3 separate regions of the Mus musculus genome follow, and all the other regions are linked to region 1. The links are chromatin contacts, called in public HiChIP or PLAC-seq and promoter capture Hi-C maps. All regions are on one chromosome and are shown on one strand. Each heading gives the region's core, a stretch centred on a gene start, on an enhancer-like site or on the middle of the called end of the contact. The rest is flanking DNA. Distances are from core to core; before and after follow the strand shown. Region 1 holds the start of Mrps14 (mitochondrial ribosomal protein S14). Region 2 overlaps Rabgap1l (RAB GTPase activating protein 1-like). Region 3 overlaps Rabgap1l (RAB GTPase activating protein 1-like).

What was found. Promoter capture Hi-C pulls out the DNA fragments that hold promoters and counts their contacts. HiChIP or PLAC-seq counts read pairs in DNA pulled down with a chosen protein or histone mark.
Region 2: a contact with region 1 is called in a promoter capture Hi-C map of the HPC-7 cell line, with 2.9 times the contacts expected there. The contact joins the enhancer-like site here to the promoter of Mrps14 in region 1. A contact is called at or near these places in 4 of 39 promoter capture datasets (the 3T3-L1 cell line, the HPC-7 cell line, HPC-7-derived erythroid cells and 1 more), 3 of 115 datasets of contacts at active chromatin or transcription factors (the HPC-7 cell line, the SCID.adh cell line and bone marrow-derived macrophages) and 2 of 9 other capture datasets (liver and pancreatic islet).
Region 3: an H3K4me3 HiChIP or PLAC-seq map of bone marrow-derived macrophages shows a contact between it and region 1, with 4 times the contacts expected there. The contact joins the enhancer-like site here to the promoter of Mrps14 in region 1. A contact is called at or near these places in 6 of 39 promoter capture datasets (the C10 cell line, the HPC-7 cell line, HPC-7-derived erythroid cells and 3 more), 3 of 484 Hi-C or Micro-C datasets (LSK cells, bone marrow-derived macrophages and embryonic fibroblasts), 7 of 115 datasets of contacts at active chromatin or transcription factors (the SCID.adh cell line, bone marrow-derived macrophages, embryonic basal ganglia and 3 more) and 2 of 9 other capture datasets (macrophages and pancreatic islet).

The regions. Positions count from the first base shown.
Region 1 is chr1:160,193,034-160,196,948 of GRCm38.p6, reverse strand. It overlaps Mrps14 (mitochondrial ribosomal protein S14), which reads right to left and starts at 1,734. Exons shown (of 3, transcript NM_025474.4): 1 at 1,638-1,734; 2 at 1-3. The coding sequence starts at 1,682.
Region 2 is chr1:160,328,495-160,332,710 of GRCm38.p6, reverse strand. The region is part of intron 19 of Rabgap1l (RAB GTPase activating protein 1-like); the gene reads left to right. Among named protein-coding and RNA genes, the nearest start is that of Mir1927, 35 kb to the right of the region's middle. Within about 2 kb of position 2,315, at least 25 of the 459 cell types and tissues checked have an H3K27ac peak or open chromatin away from gene starts, as enhancers often do. A contact at or near this core is called in the HPC-7 cell line, where this site is marked.
Region 3 is chr1:160,395,624-160,399,291 of GRCm38.p6, reverse strand. The region is part of intron 17 of Rabgap1l (RAB GTPase activating protein 1-like); the gene reads left to right. Among named protein-coding and RNA genes, the nearest start is that of Mir1927, 100 kb to the right of the region's middle. Within about 2 kb of position 2,056, at least 20 of the 459 cell types and tissues checked have an H3K27ac peak or open chromatin away from gene starts, as enhancers often do. A contact at or near this core is called in bone marrow-derived macrophages, where this site is marked.

The DNA.
Region 1 (3,915 bases), core at 485-2,984:
TGCCTAAAAAAGAGAGACAAGGATTATCCTACAAACTTTCAGTCACTCGTTAAATGACTTTGAGCAGTTAAATTCTATTTGGCATGTCTGAGTGCACATGTGTGCTTGTGTATGGACGGGCATGTGTGGAGGGTGGACAAGGACAACGCTTCTGTGAGTCAGTTACCCCCCTACAACATGGGGCCTTAGATTGAACTGCACAGGCTTGGTGGCAAGCATTTTACCCACTGAGCCATCTCATGGGGGGAAGACTTAATAGTTTTAGGAAGTAACTTATGGCATTTATTTGTGTGTGCATGTGCATACCTCATGCATACTACAACTCAGGTGGAAATCTGGGGACAATTTGCAGGTGTATTCATTCTTCTTTCTTAAGTCACTGTTACCTTCTCCCACACCCTCAGGTTCTGATGACTTCAGTACCCTTAGTTATAAAATTAGAAGCAATCTGGAGAGAATTTCCAAACTCCCACTACCATACCTGTGCCCCCTCGGCAGTATTTGTACTACACTCTACACCCCTCTCATTGGTTATATGACACCTCTGTCCATTACAGTGGCCATGAACCATGGATACAGCTAATACGCACTGGAACTGTAAGCAGTACAAGTGGGGACATAATTCTTGGTATTAACTCGCTTAAAAGTTTGGTTTTGGTCCAACTGCAAAAGTTAGCATCCCAACTGCGATATATATATATTTTAAGTGTCAGATACACAGACTTTGAAACCTGCTTCCAACAGAAGAATGCAAATGTCACATAAGTCATTCTAATTTTGACTTGTTAGGATAAGGATAGACCTGACTAAAAATATCTATCAAAATTAACCGCACCTCCTTTTTAAACTTCAATATAAATATTAGAAAATATTTAAATTATCCTTGTGGTTTGCATTACAATTCTACTGGACGAAACTGCTATTCATGACTTAACCACATTCCTAAAATCAAAATTCATACACAGACTATATCACCTCTTGCCTGCAAAAAAAAGGCAGATCTCCAGCGATTCTTCCCTATTCTTTATATCAGTGTTCCCCCACTCTAATATACAGATATGACGCAATGTCACAGTAAAGAAAAAACAACCCAGGTCCACCCAGGTCTCCCTCTAGTTGACACCCCTCCCCAACAAAACTATCCAAGACTTCTCCAACGTCCTTTGCTGCTCGTTCCAGTTTCTATCCGCATCATAACACTCCCACTCCTTAACTCTACAGCCAATTCTCGGCCCTTCCTTTAACTAATTCTGCTTTAGCGGAATGGCCTGCTCCCCATTCGAAATTGTCACCACCTGCTTCCAAGCCACCACTGGCTGACAGCTAGTTCCCTACAGTCTCTTTGCATAATCGGAGCCTCTGAGGTCTCAATCATCCGACTCTCCCCTCTCTTCTCCACTCACACTCGGCTCCTTATAACCCGGAGTCATTCTCGCAGCTTTCACATGACGGATCACACCTGAATACCAAGCCCTCGACTGCTGCTCTGGGCTCTCCTAACCTAGCCAGGACGGGAAAGCAGATAGGAGCCTTGGGATCGGTCCTCCGTGCGCATTACAGGTGACAGGGTTACGAGGGACCCACAGGACACGGAAATCAGGGAAGGGGTAGGCTGGCGAGAAAGGCAGGGGCCTGACCTGCCGGAAGGTCCGCAGCAGCGAGCCTAGCACGGACGCCGCCATGTTGTCTGCCCAGCCAGCCAACCACCGCCGCAGTACAACACCGGAAACAGGTTCTGTGGAGGCGGGGCTTATGCCCCAAAGGGCGGGTCCAGGGCAGGATTTAGCCTATAGAGAGGGAGAGGGTAGGTGCGGGATTTGAAATAACTCTCGCGTTATTTCATAGATAAGCAAATCATCCATGCGGACCGCCCACTTAGGCAGTAGGAGAATAGTGAGCCTGCGCGATCTCTCCTGGCCCTTGCTGTTCCTCTGTCCCAGCCCCGCCCAGCCTGCGCCTGTGTTCTGCGCGTTGGCGCCACCCGGCGGAAGCTTGGCAGCATTTGTCACTCATCCTGCAGAACTGGCACTGGTCACATTTCTGCTGTAAAGAAGATGGTAGTGGCCCTGATAGAGTTTCTGCTTGCACGCCAAGGGTTTAAATATGTATTATATTATATATATTATATTTATTTTATTATATTATATCATATCTGTATTAAGGTTGTATAGGTTTTACGTTTTTGTCTCTGTGGGTTGGACGGCGGTAGTGGTGTGTGTGCATGTGCCTGCTGTTTTCCCTTTAGTACAGGGCACTTTCCTGCCATCTTCCTAGCCTGTCTCCTAGATGTGTTGATGGGTGCAGTGAGGAACAGCCCATTGGGCTCTTTACACAGGAAGCTCCCAGGAAGAAGGAGAGTTTTTTTCTTTAAGCGTTACAAGTTAGTGAACATTTCTAATGGGCTAGGGAAACTCTGACTGAAACCATTTGGCAGGATAAGACAACCAGGAGTCCCTGCCATCATACTAAGATCTAAAAAGTCCTAGACCAGCAAGCAGCATCAAACCCTGGTTAAAACTCATTCCCACTCACCCCCACGCCACACACAACATAATTGGGCATCATCTACAGTCATCTCAAGATATGGGTACACGGCAAACTCTTTTATTATGTTTCTGTTGTTTTAAGATGCCTGTTTGTTTTCATCGGGAGTTAGATAGGAAGGGAAGTGGGAAGATCTTGGAGGAGATGAGGGAGGGGAAATATGCTGTATAAAAATATTTCTTTTCAATTAAAAACAGGAAAAGTTTCACTAATGTGTTACAATTTCAGAAAGCCAAACTTCTGGAAGGGGCTTGAAAGTCAGAAAGATATGTTTATAGGCTATAGAGTAAGAAATGAGTTTTAGGGCCGGGCGTGGTGGCACTCGCCTTTAATTCCAGCACTCGGGAGGCAGAGGCAGGTGGATTTCTGAGTTCGAGGACAGCCTGGTCTACAAAGTGAGTTTCAGGACAGCCAGGGCTATACAGAGAAACCCTGTCTCAAAAAAACAACAAAACAAAACAAAAAAGAAATGAGTTTTAGGGCTGGAGGGATGGCTCAGCAGTTAAGAGCACCGGCTGCTCTTCCAGAGGTCCTGAGTTCAAATCCCAACAATCACTCAGTGGCTCACAACCATCCGTAAGGAGATCTTACGCCCTCTTCTGGAGTGTCTGAAGACAGCAACAGTGTACTTACATATAATAAATAAATAAACAAATCTTTTAAAAAGCGAGTTTTATACAATTAAACTATTGCACAGACCCATGAGTTGAATTCCTAAAAGGTCCAGAAAAAAATCAGAAAGATTAAAATTCAATGTGACCGTTTACATTCTCCCTCTATTCTTGAGTGTACTGAGAGACTTTATTTGGAGTCTTCTCACCCTGAGCTTCCATGCACAAGCAGATAGTATATGTTGCTAAACAAGCCAAGAAGCCTTCAACGTAAAACTGGCCCCAAGTTTCTCTGCAACTGCATTGAAGGTTACTTAGAGATCAAAGCATTTCTTGAGACAGGTGCCTGTCAGTATTATCCTCCAGCAACCCTACCTAGAAACTTGGTCTGGAGCTGGCACTAGATAACCACTGCTGTAGTCTCACTGAATGGATAGCTTCCTAGACACCAGTGCATGCTGCAGCCTTGTGAAGAGAACTTGCTGAGCCACCCTCTGTCCTCCAACTGCTATCATTCCACATTTATCAGCTTTCTTTGGGTAAAACTTGGTTTCCCCTGGTAGGCTAGGTTTTCATCCTGCATTACAGTATGACAAGGAACATGGCCAAGAACCCATCTCCGTGTGTGTCATAAGAACAGGCAGGAAAACTATATCCGTCTAGAGTTGGATGTAGGACCAGCCCTAGGAGCCAGGTGATTGTTTGCCTTGTTGAAAATGGCAAATTAAAATAATGGTAGTGCATGCATGCAATCCCAGCA
Region 2 (4,216 bases), core at 1,066-3,565, 140 kb before region 1:
CACACACACACACAGACCCTGTTTCAATTTCCAGCTCCCACATGGCGGTTCATGAACATATGTGACTTCAGTTCCAGGGGATTCGATGCCCTCTTCTGACTTGCATAGAAACTAGGCACATGTGCTGCATGGACATATATTTAACCAAAACACTTACACATACTTTTAAAATCTAAAAAAGAAATTTAAATCAAAAAGAAAATAGGAAGTGGGATCCAATTGGGGAAAGTAACCAGGGGCAGGCACTGAGGGGGAAAAATCTTGTCTTTATCCCTTTTTTCTGGCTGCTTTCTGGCTGTTGTAAGGTGTGGGAAGCTCTTTTATATTATACTTCTGGGGCCAAAATCTGCTGCAGAACTAACCAAGAATCAACAGAATCAAGGATTGTGGACAGGCATTTCCAAAACCACAAATTAGACTGCCTTCCCTCTCTTGTTTTCTTTAAGTATTTGGTCATAGCATGATAAAAACTAAAATATTTCTCAAAGGATTGCCTACTCCAATCATAATATGTAGCTCACTGTCTCTTTCAGATACTTAATGGGGGTGGGGGTGGTATTGTATTGTAAGGGAATCTTACACTACAAACCACACAAACAGGGCCACAGTTGACCAAGGCAGTATTCTGCTACTCAGTTTGGCACCAGTTCAGTACATGCTTCAAAGATGTCTATGTGCATTTTATGTTCTGTCCAGGCACAGCTTATTCCCTGTTATCTCTTACCCGAGGGTCACTGTACTCTCAATAAAAGTATCTCTGGAGACGTTTGGCCTAAAAGTTTAAGCTGAAATTTCTTACATGTTTATAAACTTTTATAAATTTCCACTTAAAGGCAAACAACTAAAGACAAAAGTTCTCTGCTCCCTTGTTCTCTCATTCTCTCTCTCTCTCTCTCTCTCTCTCTCTCTCTCTCTCTCTCTCTCTCTCTCTCTCTCTCTCATTTTCTCTCCCTCTCCCTTCCCCTCTCCCTCTCCCTTTCCCCCTCTCTCTCTTCCCCCCTCCTCCTCTCCCTCTCCTTTTCCCTCTCCCTCCCCTTCTGCTCCCTTTGCTCACTCTCCCTCCCCTCCTCTGAACTTTTTTCTCTCTCTCTCTTTTCACTTCCCCCATATCTTCATTTCTCCCCCAGTTTTTGTGTCTGTATGCTACCAGCTACCATTTTTTGTGTCTGTATGCATTTGCTATTACTATAATGGTCATAACAAGAATCTTACACAACCTGGGAGTCTCAAGCAAAAGAAATTGATTTTCCTAAAGTCCTAGAGACTAAATGCCTAAGATCAAGGGATATTTAGAGTTGATTTATGAGAGGACCCTCTCAATGGCACACAGTGGACACATTTTTTAATCTCCTATTGTCTGTGTGTTCTGTGTCCTAAGAACACAAGTCACTTTAAAATAGGGAGCACCTTGCTTGGCATTAATTCCACTTTAAAGGCTTTATGTTTAATACTTTTAAACACTCTGGGGAGCTAGGGCTTCAAAACACAAATTTCCCCATTTCTTTTCATAGTCTGTTGAATATAAATGCTTTCTTGCTGTCTCTGAAACTATTCTCTACATCTGAGCATGAGTCTTACTTTGCAGCTCTGAGCTGTACCTCCAGTATCTACTACCACATGCTGCAGTCCTATTTTTGTCAGTATTTGCCAGCTCTCCAGTTTTCTCCCAAACCACCAGATTATCTGAAAGAGCTTACTTTTTTTCACAGCTGCACCCCCATTTCTATCAGCCCACTTCTTTGGCAAAGAATTTCAGTTGTGTGCACATTAACTGAGAGTTCTGATTTACCTCAGTGCTCTGGACTAATGTGACTTTCCTGCATAAACTTACCTACACGTCAACTCTGCCCCTTCTCCCATTCCTTCTTTGCCTAAAGGAGAGTCAGTGAATTGTACAAGTAGATGTCTAGCACAATGCCCAATGGAAGAAGAAAGCCTATAGTGTATTTTAATTGAATGAGTATTTTAAGCAAGAACAGGGTTTGAATAAATTGTTTTACCTAATTGTAGGATTGTCACTGTTTTAAAAATTTGTAGCAAACATTTTTCCACAAAAGGGGAGGTTTTTAAGAAGGCTGACTGATAAAGTGGGGTTGTCTTGGAGCATTCAGAACAGATTTCTGCCTTTACTTTCTGTCCCCTCTAGTTTTCTCTACCCGATACCTCACATTAGGGAGGTTCTCTCCAACCAAGCTGAACTCCTAGCCCAGGGGGAGATAAAACTCCTCTAATTGCTTCTTGGTGCAGAGAAAACTGCAGCCCCTGTTATCTGAAGGATGCACTCAAACGATTCAGCTCAGCACATTTACTCTCAGTCCACACCAGGATGTCATGCTCTTGTCACAAACTGTCTCTTCTGCCTAGGACACTTCCTTCTGTAGAGTTCCTGAAGGTAGGGATTTGGGGGGTTGGCCCATCAAGGTTTAATTCTGTGTCTGGTTCCTACTGACTAAGGGATCCTGAAACAGTTACTGAATCTCCTTGAACACGGTGTATTCCTAATCATAAAATAAGGCCAATGTCAACCACACAGGGGATTGTTAGAATTAATTAATCTAAGCAGATATGTGAAGCGCTGGCTCAATTATTTTCCCGTTTCTTCCCATAGCCGTGTGGTCAAGCAAACTCATTTACTTTTTAAGCCCAGATCGGTAAGTTGTTCCCCCTGGGAACCTAGACTGTTATTTATTCTGACTCTGCAGTTCCTCCATTAGACCCCACGAGGGGGTAAGAATGTAGTTGCCTGAAGCCTTGTTAGAGGAATTCAAGGCTTGGTTTCTTCCTCACCAGCTCTGGCCGCTCTCTATGTTCACCATTTCAGTTTTCTCTTCCATAAAAATGGAGAGGGTAAAGAAGATTGCCATGCAGGTTAATGTGGGTTCTGTAGGCAAGAAGCACTGCCGAAGGAAGGGTATAAAATGTAGTTCTTAATTATTTCTATAATGATTTTGAGTCAGCCTGTCTTACCTCTTTTAGATAATATTATGATGCATGTATGTAGATGTATGAAGGAAGTCCACCTACTACTTGTTCATACTTAGTTAACAGAATCTGTTTGTAAGATATGAAGAATCTTGAGATTCAAGATTTTTTCATAAAAAAATTGATTGTTGGCTTTTTGGTAAGATCAAGGGTAATTTTTTCTGAAAATCCTGATGGAAATAATAATGATGTTTTTAAAACCCTCATGGGGGCTGGTGAGATGGCTCAGTGGGTAAGAGCACCTGACTGCTCTTCCGAAGGTCTGAAGTTCAAATCCCAGCAACCACATGGTGGCTCACAACCATCCGTAATGAGATCTGATGCCCTCTTCTGGTGTGTCTGAAGACAGCTACAGTGTGCTTACATATAATAAATAAATAAATAAATAAATAAATAAATAAATAAATAAATAAATAAATCTTTAAAAAAAAAACCTTTAAAAAAAATAAAACCCTCATGAGTAATATGAATGGCATGCTAGCCTTAATTGCTATGGAAAAGTAAAATAAAAAATGAAGTAGGAGCTGGAGTTGTACCTCATTTAGTAAATGGTTTTGCCTAGTATGAATGAAGCCCTGGCTAGATTTCTACCATTGCACAAACCAGGAGTGGTGGTGCATGCCTGTGATCCCAGCACATGGGGGTAGGAGGCAGAAGGATCAGGAAGTTAAAGGAGATCCTTGGCTTTGTGGTGAGCTTGAGAATAGCCCAGCTACTTGATCCAATTTTAGTGACTTTTGTTTCTTGAGTGTGTGGGGGGGATAATGCGTGCATGTGCTTGTGTGTGCACGTGGAAGCTAGACAACATCTTTGGGTATCATTCCTCAGGAGCTGGCCATCTTGTGTTTTGAAACAAGGTCTGTTATTGGCCTGGAACTCACCAATTAGGCTAGTCTGGTTGGCCAACAAGCCCTAACAGTCCACTTGTCTCCACGTCCCCAACACTTAGATTACAAAGATGGTCCACCTCACCAACTTTTTATATGGATTCTGGAGATCAAACTCAGGTCCTCATGCTTTCATGGCAAGCATGTTACCAACCGAGCTGTCTTCCTAGTCCCTAATGACTTTTACCTTAACTAGTCCAGAACTTAGTATAAAAGAGCGAGGAGTTGGACTGGGCACACAAGATTTTACACACACACACACACACACACACACACACACACACACACACACACATACACACACACAATTTGGAGAAAAATGCAGCTGGAAATGGGAAACAGCAGTG
Region 3 (3,668 bases), core at 807-3,306, 200 kb before region 1:
AGAACCGAATGGATTGAAACCATGATTTAATGGAGGGACACTGGTGTCACATCACCTTCTGGTGGTGTGTACTGAAAAGAGCCCATTATCACTGCTGTGGTATTGGCAAAAACACAACCTAAATTTAATTATACAGAAATCAAATTAAGGAACATTAAAAAAAACTGGCAGGTATTCTTCAGAAACGCCATAGTCATGGACATGAGGGTGAAATCTGTTCTAGGTAAAAGACTAGATGGTTGGGAAATTGAATTTCCAAGTGTGGGCTAGGATTATATCCTACGTGAGAAAAGGTGACATTTGTGGAGATTTTGACCAAGGTTTTATTCTTTGTGGTTTTGGTCATTATGTGTCATCTAGTTATGTAGCATACTGACATTGGTGAAATTTTGTAAAAGGTATGCAGAAATTCTTGGAACTGTGGTTTTTTTCAGACATTTTCCTAGTTAAGTTATTTCAATGAATGTTTTAAAAATTAAAATCACTTATTAATTTTGTTCATGGTCTCATGAGTTAAAGATTGGGGAAAGCTCAGCTATATGACCAATTTTTGGTTCACGTGGCATGAATTAGAACATATAATTCACTTCTTTTATATATCAGCATCTTGGCAATCCTTGGTCTATCAGTGACATTGTCTGGTCCACCATGCCCTCTCATTGTTCATCTTAGAACATGAAGGTCTAAGTATTCTTGTCCTTCCTATGCCATAGCAAGAGTGACTAGTCAGAGAGAGCAGAGAATCAGTCCCTGAATCCAGGGTTCAGAAGCAGGCCTTGCATCCCTCCCACCGTATTCGCTCATCAAAGCAGTGACATAGTTCCCCAATTCAGAGAGTCCAGAGGCCCTACCTCTCAGTGGGAGAAGTGTCAGGGACTTGTAGCCATCCCTCACCACCACAGGTACCTACCGGAAGTTTTACTGAATAAGCTTACAATGAAGTGAATGAGAATCCCGAGGATCTGTGTCACGCTGACAGTCCTAATTCTGAACCTGGCGTTAAGAGCTAGCAACAGTGTGGTGCCTCTGAGGCTCAGTTTTTCTGGCTCAGAAATGGTAACAATTACAAATATTGCACAGATTTATAGAGGAGGACTCATGGAGAAAAAAAGCCATAAAGTGCTGAAGATGGTAGGTTAATGAATGTCCTAATAATACTAGCAATTATCAGATGTGCTTGTCACTTGATTTGATTTTAGTATGCTGTTTTCTTTGGTCAGTATATCTTCCATTCCTCCTGCTGCCCGTGGCATCCTTTTATCTTGGTCCCTTCAGATTTGTTGACCTTGCACTCCATTGGTAACTTTCCTTTCCCACATGCTGACCCAGGTGTTGATGTGCATGTGGCCCTTTCTTGACATGACCTTGTCTCCCCAGTGCTGTCAGCACGGCTTTTGATAGCGTCTCTCATAAGCTGCCAGCTTTCTCTGAACCCACGGTTGTCTGCTCATCACAGCCAAATGTTCAGTCTTTCTTTCAGTGAGTGCTCAACTGCCAGCCTTTATTTATGTAGGATTGTGAGGGCTTAGTAGTTAGTCTACCCAGGAGCACTGTCATCTGCACATTAGAGCTCAATTTGGGGCAATTAGTTGTAGGTGTTCTTTAAGGCAAACATGTTGCCAGACTGTGACTGGATTATGAAACTGCAGTGTCCAGATCAATTAAAGAACCATTTCTTCATGAACACAAGGCTGATTTCAATCTGCCATCACTAGAGGAAAGTGATAACCCATTCTTTCTGCAACAGACTGGATTGTTATTGTCTCATATCCTGACAGCAGTCAGCCACTTTTTTGTGAGTGTTTTCAATATTGAAACAAATGATAGAGTTTTGTTTGGGTGCAATGCACCTATTTTTACTTTCTGCTCTGTGGTTTTACTTGTATTTAAATGGAGGACTTCCTTTAATCCTTTGAATTTGGAGGATACATTAAATAATACTGAGATAAGGGTAAATTTCCTTATTGTCCTCTAAGCTTTTTACTGCTGTAATATGTGCCTGAGATAATCTACAAAGAGAAAAGGGTTCTTTTAGCTCACAGTTTATAAATTTCACTGTGTGGTTAGATGACCTCATTTCCTTAGACCTATGGTTAGTAGCACGTCATGACAGCAGTTCAGAACAAAACCTCTTTTTTTTATTAGATATTTTCTTTATTTACATTTCAAATGTTATCCACTTTCCTAGTTTCCCCTCTGAAAATCCCCTCTCCCCTCTCCCCCCTCCCCCTGCTCACCAACCCACCCATTCCCGCTTCCTGGCCCTGGCATTCCCCTATACTGAGGCATAGAACCTTCACAGGACCAAGGGTCTCTCCTCTCATTGATGACTGACTAGGCCATCCTCTGCTACACATGCAGCTAGAGCCATGAGTCCCTCCGTGTGTTTTCTTTGGTTGGTGGTTTAGTCCCAGGGAGCTATGGAGGTTCTGGTTAGTTCATATTGTTAGAACAAAACCTCTTAACCTCATAACCAGAAAGTATAAGGGGGGAGGAAGTCAGAGTTCCACAATCCTGTTTAAGGGACCCAGAGACCTCTACTCAGCACCACCATACAGGACTCTGTCTCTCTCTGTGTCTGTGTCTGTCTCTCTGTCTCTGTCTGTCTGTCTCTGTCTCTCTGTCTCTCTGTCTCTGTCTCTCTGTCTCTCTCTCTCTCTGTCTCTCTCTGTCTCTCTGTCTCTCTCTCTCTCTCTCTCTCTCTCTCTCTCTCACACACACACACACACACACACACACCAGTAAAACATAGGGTGCTACTTTGAGATCTATGCTGTAAATAATCATTTGTTACTGAGTCGCCTTCTCTGACTTAGTGCTTTATAAGATGACATTTATAACTGTGCTGCTTAAATTACCATCCGTGATCTGTAGCTTGTACTGGGCAGCCCTAGAAAATCCACATGGATTTCTGTAAAGCTGTTTTTTGAATTTTGAAGTAAGGCTTCATTGTGTAACCCAGGGTGGCTTGGACCTTCCATCCTCCTGCCTCATCCTCTGATTTCTGGTAGATGTACTACTATTCCTAGCTCATCCTGGAAATCATAATTTCTTTTTGTGAAAGCTTAGGGTTGATGTGTGAGGAATAAAGATATGTTTTTAAGCCAGGCAGTATTGGTGCATGCCTTTAATCCAAGCACTTGGGAGACAGAGGCAGGTGCATCCCTGAGTTCAAGGCCAGCCTGGCCTACAGAGTGAGTTCCAGGACAGCCAGGGCTACACAGAGAAACTGTGTCTTGAAAAACCAAAACCAAAACCCAAGCCAAACCAAACCAACAAACAAAAAACAACCCAGCCAACCACCCAAACAAACAAAATAAGATATGATTTTAATGTAATTAACCCAGATCTTGGCACATTTAAATACTAATTCATGTATGTATATATATATATATATATATATATATATGCATATATATGTATATATATATATATATATATGCTCTTTTGTTTGTTTTGTTTTGTTTTAAGGCAGTCTCACATATCTCTGGGTTGGCCTTGAACTCACAGATACTAATAGATATCCTTTAGCTGGAACTAAAGGTATATGCCAGTACACCTGGCTTATATACTCTTAGTTATTATTTATTAATTATTTTGCTCTTAGACGTATACATAGTAGGTAGACTTAATATTGAAAGTAGCAAATAGCCATAACAACATTGTTA